Regions from separate parts of the Mus musculus genome. Here region 1 is linked to region 2. A link is a contact called in public HiChIP or PLAC-seq data. All regions are on one chromosome and are shown on one strand. The core of a region is the stretch at or near the end of the contact, and the rest is flanking DNA. Distances in the headings are between cores, read along the strand shown. Region 1 holds the start of 1700015I17Rik (a long non-coding RNA gene). Region 2 has its middle 6.2 kb from the start of Gm39162.

Evidence for each region. HiChIP or PLAC-seq counts read pairs in DNA pulled down with a chosen protein or histone mark.
Region 1: an H3K4me3 HiChIP or PLAC-seq map of bone marrow-derived macrophages shows a contact between it and region 2, with 4 times the contacts expected there. The contact joins the promoter of 1700015I17Rik here to the enhancer-like site in region 2. A contact is called at or near these places in 1 of 484 Hi-C or Micro-C datasets (bone marrow-derived macrophages), 2 of 115 datasets of contacts at active chromatin or transcription factors (CD8 T cells and bone marrow-derived macrophages) and 2 of 9 other capture datasets (adipose tissue and bone marrow-derived macrophages).

The regions. Positions count from the first base shown.
Region 1 is chr8:35,716,454-35,720,945 of GRCm38.p6, forward strand. It overlaps 1700015I17Rik (a long non-coding RNA gene), which reads right to left and starts at 3,051. Exons shown (of 3, transcript XR_378890.3): 1 at 2,930-3,051.
Region 2 is chr8:35,539,304-35,543,718 of GRCm38.p6, forward strand. No RefSeq gene overlaps it. Among named protein-coding and RNA genes, the nearest start is that of Gm39162, 6.2 kb to the left of the region's middle. Within about 2 kb of position 1,453, at least 31 of the 459 cell types and tissues checked have an H3K27ac peak or open chromatin away from gene starts, as enhancers often do. A contact at or near this core is called in bone marrow-derived macrophages, where this site is marked.

The sequences.
Region 1 (4,492 bases), core at 1,801-4,300, 180 kb after region 2:
GAAACAACTACGTTTGTTTGTGTGTGTCTGTCTGTCTCTGTGTGTGCTTGCCATAGCATGCTTGAGGAAATGAGAGGACAGCTTGCTGGAGTTGGATCTTTTTTCTCTTCTCCACCATGTAGGATCAGGGAATTTGAACTCAAGTCATCAGGCTTGGAGGCAAGCGTCCTCACTGCCTGAGTCATCTCACTGTCCCAGATGATTCAAGCTTGAGGGGAAGTACACTATGATCATCTTCTTCATGAATCATTTGGTGATTTCCTCTGACAAGTGAACCCTTGAGAGTCAGGCGCTCTCACTGTAACAAGGTTTTCCGGGGAAGCATTTCTCAAGGATTTACAGCCTGCCACACCCTCCTAGACCTTCACCTTCTAACACTCCTACATCAACTCATCCATAACAGCAGGTTTCCCTCCTACCCCAAAGAAGCAATCACCTACAAAACGCATCCCTCAATAACAGAACACACTAACGGGTTATGTAGTCACATGGCGAATACAGACTGGCTTCAGGGAGCTTTGTGGGGCCTTAGAAATGTGCCTGAAGTTTGAGGGGGAGTTGGCTGAGCATTCTGACTGTTCCGTTAGAAGGTGAGGGCTGACTCCATGTGATATTTGTGTCCTCTATATTATACACACAGCCTTCGGATGCCTTTAGTAGAAAATGAAAATACGTTTTAAGTTTTGCTTTTAAATAGTTTGTAAGCATTTTTTAAAAAAAATTTAAAAGAATTTTTATTTTTTACATCTTTTTCTGAATTTTAAAATGACTTATTTCTTTAGCTACTGAATGTGATTTTTTTACTTTTATATCATTCTCTCTAATGCCTGGCAAGTTTGCCCTGCTCTAACAGTGAGGTTCTGGGGTGATGGTTTTGTTTCTTGTGAGCTGTGCATCTGAATTTTATTGTAATATGATTGGGAGGCTGAACCGGGTGGTTACAGAAGGCCAGTACCTCCAAAGAAGGAGCCATGTCCTCATTTCTGATCAGGACAATGTAAGACTGGCTCCAGGTCCTATGCAGAAGGGGCTGAGTTTATGTCCCTGTCTAGACTTTGACTTACTCCTTGTGATTTTAAATCCGGTATCTTACCCTACCTCTTGGCAGGATCTCAATAATCATCCCCAAAGAAAGTTGTGGATATTGACAGGGCTTCTTGAGATTCCAATCTATGCCTGTATCAAACAGTGTCTTACATCGGTGGCCGTGTATTGGGAAGGTGAACATGATTGCTGTATTAGTCAGAGGTCTCCCGAGGAGTAGAACCAATGGAATATCTATTATTATAAGAAGGGCTTCATTATATGAGTATACAGATAAGAAGCTAGGTGGTTTCGCAATGACTGTCTGCAGGCTGCCGAGCTTAGGAAGATGGTAACTTCAAGAAGCTAGAAGCCTTAGAACAAGAACTGATGGTGTAGCCAGTTGGAGCCTAAGAGCCTTGTAGTTCTTCTGAAATCTACTGATGGGAGGCCACCCTCGACCGCCCAAGAATGGAGTCTGATGTCCAAGGGCAATAGCAGCCTCCAAAAGTGCACCTGCTTGAAAAAGCAGTGAACGTGGCTCTGCATGAGCTTCTTTTTCTTTTGTATGTGCCTCCAGCCTGCTCTGTGGGGCCACCCACATTCCAAGTGAGTCTTCCCCATGCAGTTCACGGACCCACATGTCAATCTCTGTAAACACCTTCCCACACAGCCTCAGAAACACACTTTGCTAATTTCCCAGGCATCTGTCAATCCAGTCAAGATTAATTATCACACTGGCCAATTAGTATTTATATTTTTAACTACTTAATTTAAGTCACGATCTATAACAAACTCATCGATAAAATGAATATATGACCGACCAACTGCTCGAGCTCTTGTTAGAATAAATTGCCAGCAGCCATTATTTATAACTGATGAAATTGAAAGTTTCATGTAGGAAGAGAGACAAATTTGTTTAGAAACAATCTCCAGAGACACAGTATTAAGCATGGATAATTGAGAGTATGCCAGCATGTATTCAGATGAGAGTTGGAAGTGGTGTGGATACTTGGGGCTCAGTAGCTCTTAAGCCCTTGGTCATGAGATCTGCTATGGACCTCTGTCTGTCTGGTCTCATTTCCTCTTCTCCTAAGAGAAGTAAACTGGAGTTCAGAGGGTCAAAACAAGTGGGCTGTGTTCCTTGCAATAGCATCTTATGTAGCCTTTGATCAACACAGACAAGAGAATCAACTTCTGGGGTAGGAAATTGTCTACAGCATTTTCCTATTTATGCCGGGCTTAGCTCTTTCTAGGTGCTTTGCATTTATTATCCAAATACCTATGACAAGAAGTCTATGGTGTAGATAGGGGCCCAGAGGAGTCAAGCAGATGACACTGCACAGAGCTTGAGTTTCAATGCTCTGTCCATGCTCAGAAAGTTCAAAGTCTTGGGTTTTAACTACACAGATACTTCTAGAATCAACAGTCACCTTATTGAGGTTGTATCTCTTCAGAATATAAGGATTTTTTAAAATATAAAATCCAGTCAATATTTGCTGTGTAAAAATGGGTTTAACGGAAGCCACGGATGATGTTTGGAAATAAGGAAGTGCCTTCATTGCTATCTTGGAAAACAAAGCAAAGATGATCTCCACCTGCCTGGAGCCATCACTAAACTGTTGACCAGGAACATCTTTAAGGAGATAAACATCTGACTTAGTCTTTCTTAATCATGTACCAAATGAGACAGAATTTGAATCAAATTGTGGGAACGGGGATCAAGAAGTATGGGGAAAGTGGAGATGGAGATGCCTGTGGTCCTGTGACTAGCATCAGAGTGCAGACCTAATTTTATTGTCCATTGTACAAGCTTATACATAGTCATTTAACCAACTAAGGCATGTTTATATATTCAAAGGCAAATCAGGGTGCAACCTGTGTTGTTTAACCAAATCTGACTCACCTGTCCATGATCCTGTAGTGGAGGGTCCAATCCCCTGTGGAGATTTCCATGAAGACAGAGCAGCCACCCCCTGGCTACCCATCCTTTGTGTTGTCTCCCCAGTATCCTGGGAGTTAAGTGTACTGGCTGGTTTTGTGTCAACTTGACACAAGCTGAAGTTATCATAGAGAAAGTAGCCTCCCTTGAGGAAAATGCCTCCATGAGATCCAGCTGTGGGGCATTTTCTCAATTAGTGATTAAGGATGGGAGGGCCCATTGTGGGTGATGCCATCCCTGGGCTGGTAGTCTTGGGTTCTATAAGAAAGCAAGCTGAGCAAGCCAGGGGAAGCAAGACAGTAAATAACATCCCTCCATGGCCTCTGCATCAGCTCCTGCTTCCTGACCTGCTTGAATTCCAGTCCTGACTTCCTTTGGTGATGAACAGCATGAGGAAGTGTAAGCTGAATAAACCCTTTCCTCCCCAACTTGTTTCTTGATCATGATGTTTGTGCAGGAATAAAAACCCCTGTCTTAGACAAATTGGTACCAGGAGTGGGGAATTCCTGTGACAACCTGACCATGTTTTGGGGAGGACTGTGGAAGGACTTTGGAACTCTGAGCTAGAAGAACCATTGTGATGTTAAGAGCTCTGTGGGATGTTCTGTAGGAGCTTGGAAGATAGTGTTGAGAACAGTCCAGAAGATGGAGACCTGGCTTGTAAAATTTCAGAGGGAAGATTGAAGACTCTTATCAGGGCTGTTGCTATTTTGATTGTGAAGATTCTGTGGTTTTGGTTAGCTGTGGCTGAAGAATCAGCTGTGATTAACAAGATACCAGAACTACCTTTGCACTACTAAGACTATTGTTTCTGGTTACCTGGAGCTAAAAAAAATTAGCGGTGATTAAATAGAGAGTCAGTTATCAGTGTCTTGTCATCCTGTGAAGGCTCTATGCCCCAGTGTAGGGGAATGCCAGGGCTAGGAAGCAGGAGTGGGTGGGTTGGTGAGCAAGGGGAGGGGGAAGGAGATAGGGGGTTTTCGGGGGGGGGGGCAGAAAAGGGGATAACATTTAAAATGTAAGTAAAGAAAACATCTAATTAAAAAAAGAGAGACCAGCATCATTGAGGTGGCATCTTCTGGGAAGTGTTTTCTGAGAGCACAGAGGCTGTGTTCCAGAGACAGCCAAGGTTGTACCTTGTGCTGCAGCTGAACTTGGTAATGTGTAAGAGTCATCAGGTGGTACCAGTTGTGAAGGCATGAAGGGGTCCTGAAGAGCAGCCGAGGCTCAGCACTCTGAGAGGCCATGGAAAGTCATTGGTGAGGGTGCAGCCACAGTTGCAATTGATAGCCCAGGACTGAAGAAGTCATGCAAAGGACTTGAAGCTTGGCACCATGAAGAGAGCCTATGAGAGGCTATTGGTGAATCCTAGTTGCAGAGGAAGACAGGAGTGTTTTGGAGATGCCAGTACAATGAGATGACCACCAAGAACAGCAGGAGCAGTGGAGTACAGGGAGCTGGATCCTAGAAGACAAGGTGTGTGCTACATAGGGCAGAATTGGAGAAGTGACCCAAACCCTTGCAGGA
Region 2 (4,415 bases), core at 203-2,702:
ACCATGCAAGATTATACCAATCAATCTTTGATATAATTCCTGTAAATGTATATGAAAACTCTAGCAATGCTATAGTGGCCAGTCTTAGGTAAGAATATGAGAAGAATATAAGAAGAATATAATAGCTCTTCTCCTCTTCTCTATGTTTTTTACACTGTCCCAAACCATCTACAACAAATGTAAGAGAATACTTGTATAGATTGTCATGAAGAATTTGAAATAGAAAGTAAAAATGGGAAATAAAAAGAGCAGGAGAGTTATGGGATGGCCGATAAGAGTGCCTTGCATGCAATTGTAGGGTAACTGCTTATGAAACCATTTTAAATTATAATCTCATAAATCATGTAATTTCAGAATTACATAGAGGTGACTTGAATGAATATACCCATATGAATCTGAGCTGAACATTACCTGTGTAGAGAGTTCCCAAAGGACAAAGGTAGGCAATGACGAGGACACAATGGAGAAGCATTTGTTAAAATCAGACTCTCAGGGCCAGATGCCGTAAGCACACAGTTTTTAATTCCAGCATGTAGAAGGCAGAGGTACATGGATCTTTGTGAGTTTGAGGCCAGCCTGGTTTACATGAATGAATTAATGAATGAATGAACATTTCTTCTACCATCTTTTCTTCCCCACTCTGTTTATTCTCCTGTATTAAAAAACATCCTTAGCTTATTGGTTATCAAATATTTTTCCTGATCCTGTTCTCATAACTACTTGGAGATCATGTCAAATTCAATACCTGGACAATTGCGTTAGGTTCAGGACTGGTCTTGCCACCAGTCTTTTATCACTTGCCAAATTTTGTATCTGAGAGATGCATCTGATGAGATTCCTGCCCAGCGTTTACCTTGCACGTTTAGGTGCCAAGAACTATGCTCAGTAAAGGCGCATTAGTGGGCAAAGCAGACTGTGTTCCTGTACTCAGGGAACTTAAATTCTAATAGAAATAAATAATTCAGACCCACACTTGGAAGGCTTTTCTAAGTCCTGACCTTTCTGCCTTCTCCCATAATGCTTTTACACAACCCACTCACTAGGTCCCACCGTTTCCTTCCTCATGCTGTTTGCTCAAATACTGTGCAGCTTTTTGTGGTTGCCCTTGGGCACCACTTTCCCTCTGAAGACTTTTATGAACCTCACGCTGGACTTTGTGACTCTTAACATCCCTCCCATAGCATCCACTGTCTAACTTTTTCCTCGGAGTCTTCTTAACTCTGTTAAACAGAAATGTATGCGTCTCCTTCATGAGACTTCAAGTTCGCTGGAAATGGAGTCATTGTCTTAATGATTTATCTACTTTCAGTGCCCCATGAAATGAAGATAGGAAACAAAAGGGGAATTAATCTCGTAATCCTAGTTCCCTTTTTGTGATTAAGACAGTTGGCTGTGTGATATTGGGCTCATACATCAGGCTGACAAAGCAGGTGTCACGGGGAGGCTTCCTCGGATGGACTGTGACTAAGAAGACGATGAAAAGAAAAAGATCTTGGCCTGGAGAGATGGCCCAGTAGATATATGCTTGCCTTGAAGCATAAGGATTCAAGTTTAATGCCCACAAGCTTCATTAAGAAAAAATAGGCATTTGTAATCTCAGATGTGGGAAGTGAGAGACTGGGGCTAGCTGCCTAGCTGGTTTTAATATACATTCTATTAGTATATTATCATGCATGGGTTGTTTGAGCTCACTGAGAAGCTGACTACAGAGGCAGGGTATCCTAGCACCCCACACCATCATTTTTAGACCCAAGCATGTTTGTTTCAACGTGACTCGAAAGGCCCCTCCCTTATCTGGGGATGTAGCTGCTTGTACTACGATGTTAATTCTGTTCCCCCCAAAATTATGTCCCTCCCCCAAAAAAACTGCTTACAAGAGAGGGTCTCCATGGAGCTTCGGGGAACCTTCCCCCAGTTGGTTCTGATAGGTAAATAAAGATACCAGCAGCCAATAGCTGGAGAGGACATAGGCAGGGATTTCTTGGGCTTGAGACAGGGGGAGAGAAGAGATCAGCCATGCAGGGAGAGTGTGGAGGAGAGGAGAGATGCCATGCAGACAGAGGTGTGGCCACCATGTGAAGGAGCCGGGAGAGCAAGGCCCAGAAAATTGACCAATTGGATCTAGAGCAGGCAAGATAGAACATAGAATTTAGTAAGCAGTAACTCAGAATTCTGGGCAGGAAGAAGATTCTGGCAGCATGGAGGCTAGGTGGCTGCCCAGCTATTGTGCTGCCTAAGGCATACTAAAATATAAAGGCTGTGTGTGTCTTTCATTTGGGGGACATACAGGCAGTATGTGTGTCGTTCATTCGGGAACATAAACCATTGAGGCAGGTAGCTAACCCACGCTGAGATTTATTAATTAGTTAATAATTAATTCAACGGGAGATGGTCTGGTCCCACTCACTCTGTGACAGGGAGGAACTGGAACAGTTAAATGACTCAAGAATAAAAAATCATCATCTTTGAGAGCAGCGGGAGGACAATTTCCAACAGAAATTACGATTGCTTATTCCCTGTTATAAAGATGTCTGCAGTGGGAAAGAGAAAATGGAAGCCCAGGCATGAGAAGCTCTGTCATAGATAAAATGCTCAATAAGGAACTTCGGCTGACTGACTCAGCCTCCCAAGTCAGTTTCTGAAAGACGCCTCATTTGGTGAGGGCATCTCTGTTATCATTCTTTGACTTGGACACTCTGCTCTGTTTGTGGCTCTCGGAAAACCCCAGCTGATTGTTTTAAAAGGGCTTCCCCAGTCACTTTCTTCTCTGTTTCCAAGCTCCTGGTTTGGTGATGTTACTACCTTCATGCTGTTATTTGTTCTTTTACCCGAAAGCTTTACTCAAGGGGACACTCTGCTCTGTCTAGGACTCCATCAGGAACATCAACTGGCTTCTTTATAGGGGCTTCCTCAGCAGATTTCTGTGGGATATTTTGAGTGTCGAGCATAATAATGTGATAATCTACCCATCGATTCACCACTTATTATTTATTCTTCTCCTTTGGCTTACTCTATACTTGATAAACTCACTCATTGAAAGTGAAAAGTATGGCTGTCATAGATCATTCTCTATGCCATACAGAACACCAGATAACCAAATTGGTGAGTGAGATCTAGGCTACTGACAAATCATATCTTAAAAAAAACAAAAAAACAAAAAAACAAAAAACAAAACAAAAAACCCAAAAAAAACCAAACCACCCTCTATAAAGTAAACTGTGTCTAAGGTGAGGCTGTTCTCTAGTCTCTGCAAGCTGTAAATACATTTGCATCTACGTGCAACTACACACACATACACTCGTACACCCACAATATACTCTTAGACATATACTCACTCACGTGTGCACATACAGAAAGAGAGGAAGGGAGGAGGGAGGAGGGAGGAAGGAAAGCGCCTTAGTAGATAGAGCATGCGGTTGGCATGTGTAAGACCTGGAGCTTGTTCACGAAGACTTTTGACTCTTCCTCAGTATTAAGTTACTTGTGAATAAGATTATAGCAAGGGTGCGATCCTTATAAAGCAAGATAAGACTTGCTTTACACAGACACTGCTTTGCAGAAGTCAGATTTCTTTATTGTCTCCTTAACCTTTATCACGTAATTCCCAAGTTTCTAATTCCTGTTAAAGTTAAAGGAACAGGAGATACAAGTGCGAGTGCGCAGATCCGGAAATGTGACCCCTCCCCCAAACGAGGATGAGGCACTTCCGCCTGATTTACCCCTTTCCGTACCATATGATAGTACTTAACGTTAATTGGCTGCTAGAACTTTTATTAAGTAATCAGGAAGCATTAAGTTATTAGCTAGGATCAGAGTAGACACAAAGGCGATTATACTCAATCCTTAAATGGAGAGACATTTGCAGTAGAGAAACAATGTATTATTTCAGTGAATAAAGGGAATGGTTGTAAAAGCATCCAATCAGAATTGCCAGTTAAGCCCTTAACAAAACAGGATCCTCCCTCCCTCCCTCCCTCTCTCTCTCTCTCTCTCTCTCTCTCTCTCTCTCTCTCTCTCTCTCTCTCTCTCCCTCCCTCCCTCCCTCCCTCCCTCCCTCCCTCCCTCCCTCCCTCCCTCCCTCCCTCTCTCTCTCTCTCTCTCTCTCTCTCTCTCTCTCTCTCTCTCTCTCTCAGAATGCTGGCTTTGAAAGTGAGGAGGGAACTGACAACCAAAATGCCAAGCGCAACTATGAAATAAGGTTCTGAAAAGTATCGGGTATCATGTTGTTCTCAACAACAACAGAAAGCCCAACCCGAACGAGTCCAAACAGTGAAAGTGCTTTTAGAGGAAGGATCAGAGGTAAGAAGTGAATTAGTCAGTCAAGGTTAACCTTGTGATCAGCAACTCCAGACTGTGAATGATCATACAGTATCAGCGGACCTCTTCCTGCAACTGATGTGCTCATGTTCCTGCTC